Linked DNA regions of Mus musculus: region 2 is linked to region 1. The links are chromatin contacts, called in public promoter capture Hi-C maps. All regions are on one chromosome and are shown on one strand. Each heading gives the region's core, a stretch centred on a gene start, on an enhancer-like site or on the middle of the called end of the contact. The rest is flanking DNA. Distances are from core to core; before and after follow the strand shown.

Region 1 (5,478 bases), core at 1,968-4,467:
TGCGCTCAATATCTTCCTTACTCAAGCGGCCTGATGATGAAAGTTACAAAATCATGAGCATGTCTCTTTAATGGTAAGAGCAAACCTTGTTCTTTCTATTCAGAAAGAAAGCAGCAGGTCCATACTTACCCTTGTCATTGGTGATGGTGATCTTGTTCTCCTTTCCTGTGCTCTTATCTACAGCAGAAACATTGAGGATGCCATTGGCATCGATGTCAAAAGTAACCTCAATCTGAGGGACCCCACGGGGTGCTGGAGGGATGCCTGTGAGCTCGAACTTTCCAAGCAGGTTGTTGTCCTTGGTCATGGCCCTTTCACCTTCATACACCTAGAAGAGACAATAAAAATTAAGACATCCAATTTTAGAAACTACTGCTCGTGTGGCTTAAGCTCAAATTTGGGGAAGATAAGTTCGCTCAGACATCCAAGGAAGGAACTAGCCAACACAGCATTTCTGGTGGAAACTACGAATGGTTTTGGAATCCATCATCACAGCGAGGAACTTCCCTGGGCTTTCTATACAAGCTACAAAATTCTAGGGACAACATACCTGAATGAGTACACCAGGCTGGTTGTCAGAGTAGGTGGTGAAAGTCTGTGTCTGCTTGGTGGGGATGGTGGTATTGCGCTTGATGAGGACAGTCATGACTCCGCCAGCAGTTTCAATACCAAGGGAAAGAGGAGTGACATCCAAGAGCAGCAAATCCTGAACGTTCTCAGACTTGTCTCCAGATAGAATGGCTGCCTGGACAGCTATAAAAAGAAAAAAAATGTTAGAAACAACGCACTGTAACTGCAGTCTACTCAACATATGTATGTTTCATTCGCTCAGACATCCAAGGAAGGAACTAGCCAACACAGTACTTCTGGTGGAAACTACGAATGGTTTTGGAATCCATCATCACAGCGAATCTTACAGGACTTGTTGAGATTATAAAGACTATAAAGGCTGTATGTATTTACCTGCACCATAGGCAACAGCTTCATCGGGGTTAATGCTCTTGTTCAGCTCTTTTCCATTGAAGAAGTCTTGCAGAAGTTTCTGAATCTTGGGGATTCTGGTAGAACCACCCACCAAGACAATATCATGGATCTGTGACTTGTCCAGCTTGGCATCTCGAAGGGCCTTCTCTACAGGGTCCAGTGTGCCACGGAACAGGTCAGCATTCAACTCCTCAAATCGAGCCCGGGTAATGGAGGTATAGAAGTCAATTCCCTCATAGAGAGAATCAATCTCAATACTGGCCTGGGTGCTGGAGGAGAGGGTGCGCTTGGCCCGCTCGCAGGCCGTGCGGAGACGGCGGACAGCTCTCTTGTTCTCACTGATGTCTTTCTTGTGCTTTCGCTTGAACTCAGCAATGAAATGATTGACCATTCGGTTGTCAAAATCTTCTCCACCTAAGTGGGTGTCTCCAGCTGTTGATTTGACCTCAAAAATTCCATCCTCAATAGTGAGGATTGACACATCAAAAGTGCCACCTCCCAAGTCAAAAATGAGCACATTCCTTTCAGCTCCGACCTGTCAAATAAGACATTCTTAGCTCAGGCCTGTTTCTGGCAAGTTAACCCTAACAAAGTTGTACTTGATTTGAAATGCCTACCTTCTTATCTAAGCCGTAAGCAATAGCAGCAGCAGTTGGTTCATTGATGATTCGAAGTACATTGAGGCCAGCAATAGTTCCAGCATCTTTTGTTGCCTGTCGCTGAGAGTCATTGAAGTAAGCGGGCACTGTGACCACAGCGTTGGTAACGGTCTAAAAAACAATGAATTGCACAATTGTTTGGTTGGCAAATTCCCGATCAGAATGTGTGAATTAAACATAAAGGTAACACCCATCTCAAATGGCACCTGTTAAAAAAAAAACCCACCTTTCCGAGGTACGCTTCTGCAATTTCCTTCATCTTTGTCAGAACCATGGAGGACACTTCCTCTGGGTAGAAACTTTTTGTCTCCCCTTTGTATTCCACTTGGACCTTGGGCCTGCCTGCATCATTCACCACCATGAAGGGCCAGTGCTTCATATCAGACTGAACAACAGCATCATCAAACCTACGCCCGATCAGACGTTTGGCATCTGTAAAATATTAAACATACCTCATCACACTCCTTAGTGCCTATCACTGCAAAAAAAAAAAAAACCAAAAAAACAGAAAACAAAAACCTGCAGCACCCATCTAGATGGACGTAATCTCTAGTGCAGGAAGCCAAGGCCCATATTTAAAATCTTGTGGCCTTATATTGTCATATTTAAACAGTTGCAATCTCAGGCTGCAGTTATTAAGGCAGATCTGTTTCTACATTCCAAATGCCCTGCCCCCCAGCCCTTTTACTCATGCTAGTGGCACAAAGATGCTGGCGACTTACCAAAAACTGTGTTGGTGGGGTTCATTGCAACCTGATTCTTGGCCGCATCCCCAATTAATCTCTCTGTGTCCGTGAAAGCAACATAGCTTGGCGTGGTGCGGTTACCCTGGTCATTGGCAATAATTTCCACCTTTCCATGCTGGAAGACACCCACACAGGAGTAGGTGGTGCCGAGATCAATGCCAACTGCAGGTCCCTTAGACATGGTTGCTATTAGAAAAAAAAAGGAGGGGGGCTAAGCACTCGCTTTCCGGCTTTTATCCAGTCCGCAGTGGGTCTGGACTTGGTGACCCAGACCTATCACCTGAAGCCACGCGGCAGGCTCGTGGCAGCAGTGCTGCAGTATAGGTGGTCTGTGCCAAGCCTGGCACAGCCCGCCCAAGGCTCAAGGAACCATCTGTCCTAAAGGTCTGCGACAATGGTGGAGCACGTGGCCACCTCCGAGCGCCCCCCGAACCCCCCCCACCCGGACCGCGCACCGCGGGAGCCAGGATCCCCCTTTCCCACCTCGGGGGGCCCTGCCCTGTGGGCGCCGGGCAGAAGCCTTATATTTGAAGTCACAGACAGGATAAAAAGACCAGGGCGCCTGTGGCTCCCCTCCCCCGCCACGCGGAGCCACAAGGCCATGGCGGCGCCGCCCTGACTCAGCCCATCCTCCGGATCTGCTGCAGTCTCTGTCCCTGGTGGTGACGGCCTGAGCTGCAGCCGCCGCCTAAGAGACTCCCCGGGACTCCTGCACCACCCCGGACCCCCGCAAACCCCCGAGTCCCATGCCTCACCTTGTGTGTAGGCCCAGCTGCGCTGACGACGAGACCACACAAATGCCAGGCAGCTGCCTCCGCGTTCAATGAGACCGGTTTCCGCCCGCTTCCCTCTCTCTTATACCCTGTCTTAGAACCTTCCAGAAGGGTGCCGCCCCATCCCGCTGCCGATCATAGCTTCTTAGCCAATGGACGACCAGCCCTTGCCGACTGCACTAATGAAGAGCCAGAACGCTCGCCTAGGTCCCGCCTTCTCCCCGCCCCGCCTCGCGATGACGCACGACCGCGGCGTTCTGGAACTTTCACGCTCGCCCCCGCTCTGGGAACGGCCCGGGGGGAGCGGAGAAGGCGGGGCGCCGGGAGCCCGCGCGCGGGAGTCCTCTGTCACTCAGAGCTGCTGGGGGAGGGGAGAGGGTCGCCGGCGAGTGCGCGTGCGCGACCCGGCAGCGCAGGCGGGAGGGGGCGGAAGGATGCCCTGGGAGGAAGGCGGGTACCTCCGCGACGGACCAATGAGAGCAGCGTTCGGCCGGATCCCTACCTCTTGGGACCCCGGGCTGCCTGAGAGAAGAGCCTGAGGGAGGGGGAGTCCGGGAAGAGAAGACGGAAGTGGGGCGAGGACAAAATGGCTGCGAAGGTTGTTGCGCCCCTCCCCCACACGACCCTCGGTCCTTCTCCCTGAGCCCGGCGGTTTCCCGGCCTCGGGCTTGGTCCACCCCAGCCTGAGACTAAGGAGCACTGCTAGGCTTCTTGTTTCGTGCTGCCAGCTTGTGGGAGGCTAAGCCGCCGCGCTATCTCGCTGGCTTTCCCCACCCCTCACCCCCCACAAAATGGGACACCTCGATTCCCCCCCCCCCCAGTGCGGAGGCTCGATCTGCCTGGCTCGCCACATGTCCCCAGGATCGTTTGTGATCCTCTATCAAAGAAATGGCCCAGTCCTCTCTGCTTACCCCTGAGCCGAACGCCCCTCCCCACCTCCGCTGTCCCACAGGGGACAGCGTGACCTCTGTCCCCTCTCTGCTCCACCAGACTCATCAGTTAATGGAATAAATGTACGAAAGATAAATGTTTTTTGTCCCTTTGTGGGTGAGCTAGGCACTGGCATTCCTGGTTTCCGGCAGCCCCGTGTCCTTGATAGAGTGATCGCGACCTTTTTATTTTCAGTAACATGAGGTAATGTCTCTCCTGACTTGACTTTTACCAAAAATTAAACGCCCGGCCGCGCTGAGTCCTTGAAAACGTGACTGAGCCAATGGCCGGAGCGAGTGCTTAGACTCTGAAACCGCAGTGCCTGGAGGCTGGGCGTTCCGGGCCTCGTCACACCCGGCTCTCTAGCACTTTCCACGCGTCCTTTCAAATAGGCAGGGAGTGCAGCTCTTTATTAGTTAGATAGGTTGTCTTTTTATTTTTTAAAGAATACTGTTGTGGCGTTTAAATTGGAAGGTCTCCAGACCACGTGAGGAAGGCTAGCGGAAGACCGGGGACTCTTTGTCCTTGTCAAAAGCTAGTAATCACTAAGACAGTCATAAATAAATTTTTTCTTTGGTATTTGCATCTCGGGAGGAATGTTGGCTTGGAGTTCATGGGAGGATGTACAAGGATGTAACTCTGTTGCAGTTCAAGAAGATCGTTTTAATACAATGCTTTTTGCTAACCTAAAGTGTACATAACATGTAAAGTGCTCTCTATAAATATCAAAACACTTTTCTAAGGTATGTAGTACCCCATATTAGAAACCTGAGGGAAAGTGAGACACAGAGACATTACTTATAGGAATAGACACAACTGTTTTTTCTTGGAATCACCCTCTCCACTTTTTTCTTTTTTCTTTAAGCTAAGGTGTGGTGGTTCGAGCTTTTAGTTAGCACTGAGGAGAAGGATCAAAAGTTTTGCTAGACAGAAGTTAGGATATATGAGACTGTCAGTCTGTAAGTAAATTTTTAAAAATTTAGAGCCGGAGTCTGTTTCACAAGCTTACATTCTGGGATGGGAGGTGGGTGGTTCAGGCCTGTGACCCTTGCGACTCCAGAGTCTAAAACAAGGCCTGCCTGCCCTGCCCTGCCCAAACAAAGGCTTGCCTGAGCAACTCAGTGAAACCCCGTCTCAAAAGAAGTCAAACTGAGGCAGCATGGGGAGACAGGAAATGCTGAGGGTAGGAGAAGGAGAGAGCAGGCCCCTTGCCTGGCAATCCAGTTGAAGCCTCTTGCCAGTGGAAAAATAAGAATTCCAGCAAATTAACAACTCCTTAGTACCCTTCTACCTTCCCAGCCATGAGCCTGCAAGCTTCCAGGAATCTCACCAGAAACCCCATCTACAGGGAAAAGACTTGACTAACTCTAGTGAAGTCTTTTTGTT
Region 2 (5,764 bases), core at 3,104-5,603, 1.3 Mb before region 1:
GTCTGTTTCCTGGGCTTTGCTTTGTGTGTGTTGGCTTGTTCATTTAATTTGCTTGCTTGTTTTGATACAGGGTCTTTCTATGTAGTTCAGGCTTGCCTGTGAAGCAAAGGTGCTGGGATTACAGGTGTGTGTCATCATGGTCAGCAACACTGGTCACATCACTCAGCATCACTCCATCACCTCTGCTCTCCATTCATCTGCGTGGGTCTGTTGGAGATCCGAAAAGGAACCACTCAATATGGCGACCGCATGCTGAGCCCTTTGGGCTGCAGCACTGAAAAGGGCTCAGAAGCAGCCTGAGAAACAAAGGCTGGCTGACTTCTGCCCCCCCTCCCCCACCTCACCCCCACAGAAGCCTGAGAGGAGCTTTCAGTGAAGTTCCCTTATCTGACCAACGGAAGTTACTCAAGAAGAACCCAAGCCATAGCCTTTAACATCCTTACTGGCGTCTCACCAAACAGACGAACTCACAAGCATGGTTCATCAGCCTATTGTGCACATTCTGGGAAACCCTAGCTAGGGCTCTATTGCTGTGGAATAAGAAGACTTTCCTTTGCAGTCTGCTTCCTCTTTTACAAAACCTTGCCATCACCTCTCAGATTCTACAGGCCCCTAAGCTCAGAGGCGTGGGCTGTATAAGCGTCAAACCTGCCCCTTCCTTGGGTCTTGTATATTGTGTGGCTCTCATGGAGAGTGCACAGAGTAAGTCTGTGTATCTCTTTTGATAATTTGACTATTACCAGCTTATTTCTTGGTGGGCCTCTAGAGGGAGAGACACTAGTCACTTAGATGCAGAGAGAGTCTAGCCAGGGTCCAAGGAGTGATGGGGAGTATTTCCAAAGGTCCCCAGGTAAGAAAGAAATCAGAGTATGTTTTCAGGATTCTGCCCTTGCCTGCCCACTTTGTCTTCAGCTGTCATTGTTATTTTAAAGTTCCTCCTTTCCTGTCATCCTTTCTCCTCCCCCCTTTCTCTCACAGGGAGAGCCTATGTCTGGGTCTTGGGTGTTTTAAGTAAACACTCCACCTGTGAGTTATATCCATGTGAACGTCAGAAGACAACTTGTAGTTTGGTTGTTTGCCCCCACCATCTGGGTCCTAGAGATCAAACTCAGCTCATCCAGCTTGGCCGCAATCGCCTTTTCTGGCTGAGCCAGCTCGTGAGTAATTGGACTTGCTAAGTTTCGTAGGCTTATCTCAAACTCATGATCCTCTTGCCTTCAACGTCCCAGAAATGGGATTATAGACATTAATCTCGCAAGTGCTGGAGTATGGGTGTCTTCCACCATACTCAGCTTTTGCTAGGTGTTTCCTTTATTCATGTATGTATGTGTGGTATGTGCTATCATACATATGTGTGTTTGTATGTTTGTTTATGTGCATGGACACACGAAAGACACATTCATATGTGTGTGTGTGTGTGTGTGTGTGTATACATTCGTGCACAAGTGTGAAAGTGTGGCCCCCATATGGAGATCAGAGGACAACTTGTTGTAGATGTTGGTTCTCTTTCTCCACTACGTGGGTCCTGGGAATTGAACTCTGCTTACTGGGTTTGGCAACAAGCACCGCACCTTTCCCTGCTAAGCTGTCCATGTATAGATCCATGCATATTGATTTTTGTAGTGATGTTGTCCAGCATCATAGCAAGGCCGTGGGTAGGGCAGAGAGGGCTAGAATACATCTTCCCCTTGTCTATGGCCCTGGGGAGATGGAGGAAGTACAAGCTTTTTTACAACCCAGATCTGGTTTTGAAGTTAGGAAAACTACCCCGCTTGGATTGCACAACTCAGCTCTGACTCCTGTTCGGGGTGAACTTGCCCTGTGGCTCTTCCGCTCTCACCTCTCACGCTCTTGTAGGAGTCCCAAAGGTAGAGAATAATCTTACCGACCAGGGAACCCTCCTAACCCCTGCCCCAAAAGCATAAACAAAAGAGAAAAGAAAAAACAAACCCACCAAACCCATGTAGAAACTTGCCACAAGACCAGAACCATCATGCAGACCTCCAACGCTGCCTGCACAGTCCTTTGCTGTGGGGAGTGTCACAGTTTTTTTTTTTTTTTTTTACATACACGAGCTCACTTGCTTGGTACTCTGACTGTTAGCAGAGGTGGGGTAAGAACTAAGTCCTCTATTTTATAGGTGAGAAAACGGAAGCTCCAGGGAGGGCATTCAGCCAAGTCCCCATAGCTAGAATTGGGCCTTTGCCTTAAAAAAATTCAGTGTGCTTTCTTTCTCCTGTGCCCCATGGTTCTGCAGCCCACGGTCTCCCCGAGAGCCGACTATCCACCTAAGAATGGCTTAGAATGTAGATAATGATTAGAGAGGAAGGCATTCGAGGAGTAAATTAACCGTGTTCAAGCATTCTTGCCAGTTTTATAGCATTGAAATTACAAATCCAAATCAAAATGAGCAAGTAGCTGGTCCTGCCCTACTAATCCTTCCACGCAAATTGCCACCTGAAGCTGAAGCCAGCAGTTCACAGGGGCAGACCGCTTTGTCTTCCACACAACAACTAGAAGCCGCTTGGGGTTGTTTTCTGCTGAGAGCCTAACTCATCGAAGATGGTTCTCATTAAAGATAGCCTGACAAACAACCGATGATCAAATCTCATGCAGGGTGTTCTGACTGTAGGCTGTTCCTTTAGTCTTCTCCTGGGAGTCAAAGATGGCAGAGGTGCTGATGGTTCAGTGGCTGTGAGTTAGGTGGCTCAACAATCATCTGAGTTGGGGAGGGAAAGGGTTGTGGGAGGGTGGGAGGCTGCAGAACCTCAGCTGGGGCGGGTTGAGGGAGATGAAGGGATGCTGGCATTCTTTCACAGGTGATAGTCATATTTTGAGCTCATAGTTACAGAGGCTGGGAGGGAAGTCTGTGAGCATGGCGTTGGCACCTTCTCAGCTTCCAGCAAGAGCCGGATGCTGCTTCAGCTCATAGGAGGTCTAGCTGTTTTAGAGATAAAACAAGGAGGGCTCCTTGCTTTATGAGAACTGCTTTAGGCGGAGCTAAAGTTCAACTGCTCTACCCACTGTTCTTGGGAGAACAAACTTACTCCACTGAGAAAGGCCCGGTTCCTCTCAATAGCATAATCAACCCTTAAAGGCACCCACCACAATGGCAATACACTTCAACCCAGGGACAAACCCAGTTCAGATCATGACAGGTTCTGGCGGGTTGCCCAAAGCGGTATAGATTGGAGGGAGGGAGGAACGAAGGAACTAGATTAGGCTAACTAGACTGAAGTTGAATGGCAAGTAAACAAGAGACAGAACCAAGCTCCGGGCTTGCTGAAGTGGCAGAAAGGTGTGTGTGTGTGTGTGTGTGTGTGTGTGTGTGTGTGTGTGTGTGTGTGTGTGTGTGTGTGTGTGTGTGTGTGAGAGAGAGAGAGAGAGAGAGAGAGAGAGAGAGAGAGAGAGAGAGAGAGAGAGAGATCGAGAGAGATCACCTTCCCTTCTCTAAACCAATGGACGGCTTTGAGTCATCCCAATAACCAGGACTGGAGTCTGGAGAGACCTAGGATGAAATACAGGTTAATACTTAACTGCTCCCACCAGCTGGGGGAAAAATGTATAAAAGCGGTTACAATCTGGCTCTTGGAGCTGATTTTAAGGTGCATTGAAAGTGCACCCCGTCTTTGGGCATCTGATTCCTCCAGTACATGAGCAGTCTTTACAGCCTTTACAACTAATGGTGTTTGGTTGAAACACACATCTTAGCTCTGAGAGTGGCTCAATGCTGGAACATCTTAAGGGACCAAAGCAGGAGGCTGGTAGGGCCCTGGGCCATGCCTAGTGTAGTTGTCCAGGTGGAGCAAGTATAGCCTAGGTTTTACTGCTTCTGGGCAGGGTGTTTGTCTGCTATACTCTGCTGGACGCAGGGGCAGTTAGTTCAGCTTGATCAAAGGTAGTTTGAGCTGTAGCCATTTCAAGCGCATTTCTGGTAGTTGAAACCACGTAAGTTTCACAAACCAGCAGGTTCATCTTGACTTACTTTGTTGGTGTGCTAAGGGCCAGTTCTGTGGTTTGCTTTCCATTGGAGGTGAACATGAGGCCAAGGCCCAGGAAGGTGGTTGAGTGGCTGCACAAGGTGCAGAGACTGATGGCAGTTTGGGGCGACCAGGGTACCCCAGGAGCCCATGGAGTAGCTAACTCAACCCGGGGAAATAGAGCACGGCGCCCACGCAACTCTTCACTGCGGTAGGGAGGGCGAGGTGTGCGCGAAGGGGACCACGGTGCCCTCAGGCGGGCGCTCCCTGCCTTGACTTCCCCATCCCAGGGGGCGGGGCCGCAGTCGCAGCGAGCGGAGAAAGTGCGCGAAGGGGGACGCGCTGCGAGCTCACACGTGACGGCACGGCGCCGAGCGAGCGGGACCCGGCGGCGGCGGTGGCCGTGGCTGCGGTGGCGGGCGCAGCGGAGCGGCCCGGGCGGCTTGGAGCCCCGGGAGCGGCGCGCGCGGCCCCGGCCCTGGCCCCGCGCTGTCCCGGCGCGCGCTGCACATTCTCTCCTGGCGGCGGCGCCACCTGCGGGAGCGTTCGCCCGAACATGGCGACACGGAGCAGCAGGAGGGAGTCGAGACTCCCTTTCCTATTCGCCCTGGTCGCGCTGCTACCCCGCGGGGCTCTCGGCGGGGGCTGGACGCAGAGATTGCACGGTGGCCCGGCGCCCTTGCCCCAGGACCGGGGCTTCTTCGTGGTGCAGGGCGACCCGCGCGATCTCCGGCTAGGAACGCACGGGGATGCCCCGGGGGCGAGCCCGGCGGCCAGGAAGCCACTCAGGACCCGGCGGAGCGCTGCTCTGCAGCCCCAGCCTATCCAGGTGTATGGACAGGTGAGCACTTCTGCAAGCCACCTCCTTCCAGCCCCTTTCTCTCCCACCACTTCCTCACCCCCGCACCCATCCTTTGCAGTCGCTTCCCAGGTGCTGGCTCCGCTTGGGGACTTCCCGGCTGGCATGTTTGTTTCATTTCTTTTTCTTCTCCTTTCCCCCTGTACATCACATGAGTACAGCCGTCAGCACTCTGGTCGCATAGATCTTTTTTCTTTTTCCTCCTTTCTGTCGATTTTAGCAGATGTGTTCCAGGTAACTGGAAGGGTGCAGAGCCTCTCTTCCCTAGCCTGTATGCAGACAGACTAGGGTAGTTTCTGGCAGGATTTTGAGGGGTACAGCATAAATTTTACATCTGGATAAAAACGGGCATAACCCCCCTCCCTTCCACCCCAACTCCCGTACCATCCTTTGGCAGCGGGAGCGAGAATCCTGCAGTTGTAAAGCACTTAAGCAGAATTGCAGAGGAGGGCATGCCATGTTTATTCTCATGAACCCCAGTAAAGGTGGGCAACTCTCAAAGCGCTACGAATGCCCCTTGTGTACCCAGTAGACATATGTGTGCGTGTGAGCTCGTGAATATCTGCGTGTAAGGCTGGATTCTCTTCGTTGGGAGTACAGCACATCAATCCGTCCCCTTTCCATCCCAGCCCTTCAAGGTGATGGCTTTATTTTAGATAGAAACTATCTCTTATGACACTTGGGATTTGAGACTACTGCAAGAAATTTGCTGGGCTTAATATTCATTAAAGGATTTATTTCTATCCAGGCAATGGGTTTATTAGGTCATAAGTAACACACATTTCACTCATGGCCCCCACTGACTGCTGGGTTGCCAAGTTGAATTTGTCCCCCTTCGTATCAGCGCTGGTGGAATCAATTTGCCCGTATTATTGTCTACTCAGAGACTCCCAGTCCTTCAGTTAAGATTGACATCAGCAAAACT

Evidence for each region. Capture Hi-C pulls out chosen DNA fragments and counts their contacts.
Region 2: a promoter capture Hi-C map of liver shows a contact between it and region 1, with 5 times the contacts expected there. The contact joins the promoter of Sorl1 here to the promoter of Hspa8 in region 1. A contact is called at or near these places in 1 of 39 promoter capture datasets (liver) and 1 of 9 other capture datasets (liver).

What each region holds. Positions count from the first base shown.
Region 1 is chr9:40,799,015-40,804,492 of GRCm38.p6, reverse strand. Hspa8 (heat shock protein 8) reads right to left here and starts at 3,217. Exons shown (of 9, transcript NM_031165.5): 1 at 3,145-3,217; 2 at 2,366-2,575; 3 at 1,870-2,075; 4 at 1,602-1,754; 5 at 964-1,519; 6 at 551-753; 7 at 130-328; 8 at 1-30. The coding sequence starts at 2,570. Snord14c (small nucleolar RNA, C/D box 14C) reads right to left here and starts at 910; the gene lies at 824-910. It overlaps Snord14d (small nucleolar RNA, C/D box 14D), which reads right to left and starts at 498; the gene lies at 412-498.
Region 2 is chr9:42,122,886-42,128,649 of GRCm38.p6, reverse strand. Sorl1 (sortilin-related receptor, LDLR class A repeats-containing) reads left to right here and starts at 4,353. Exons shown (of 48, transcript NM_011436.4): 1 at 4,353-4,821. The coding sequence starts at 4,537.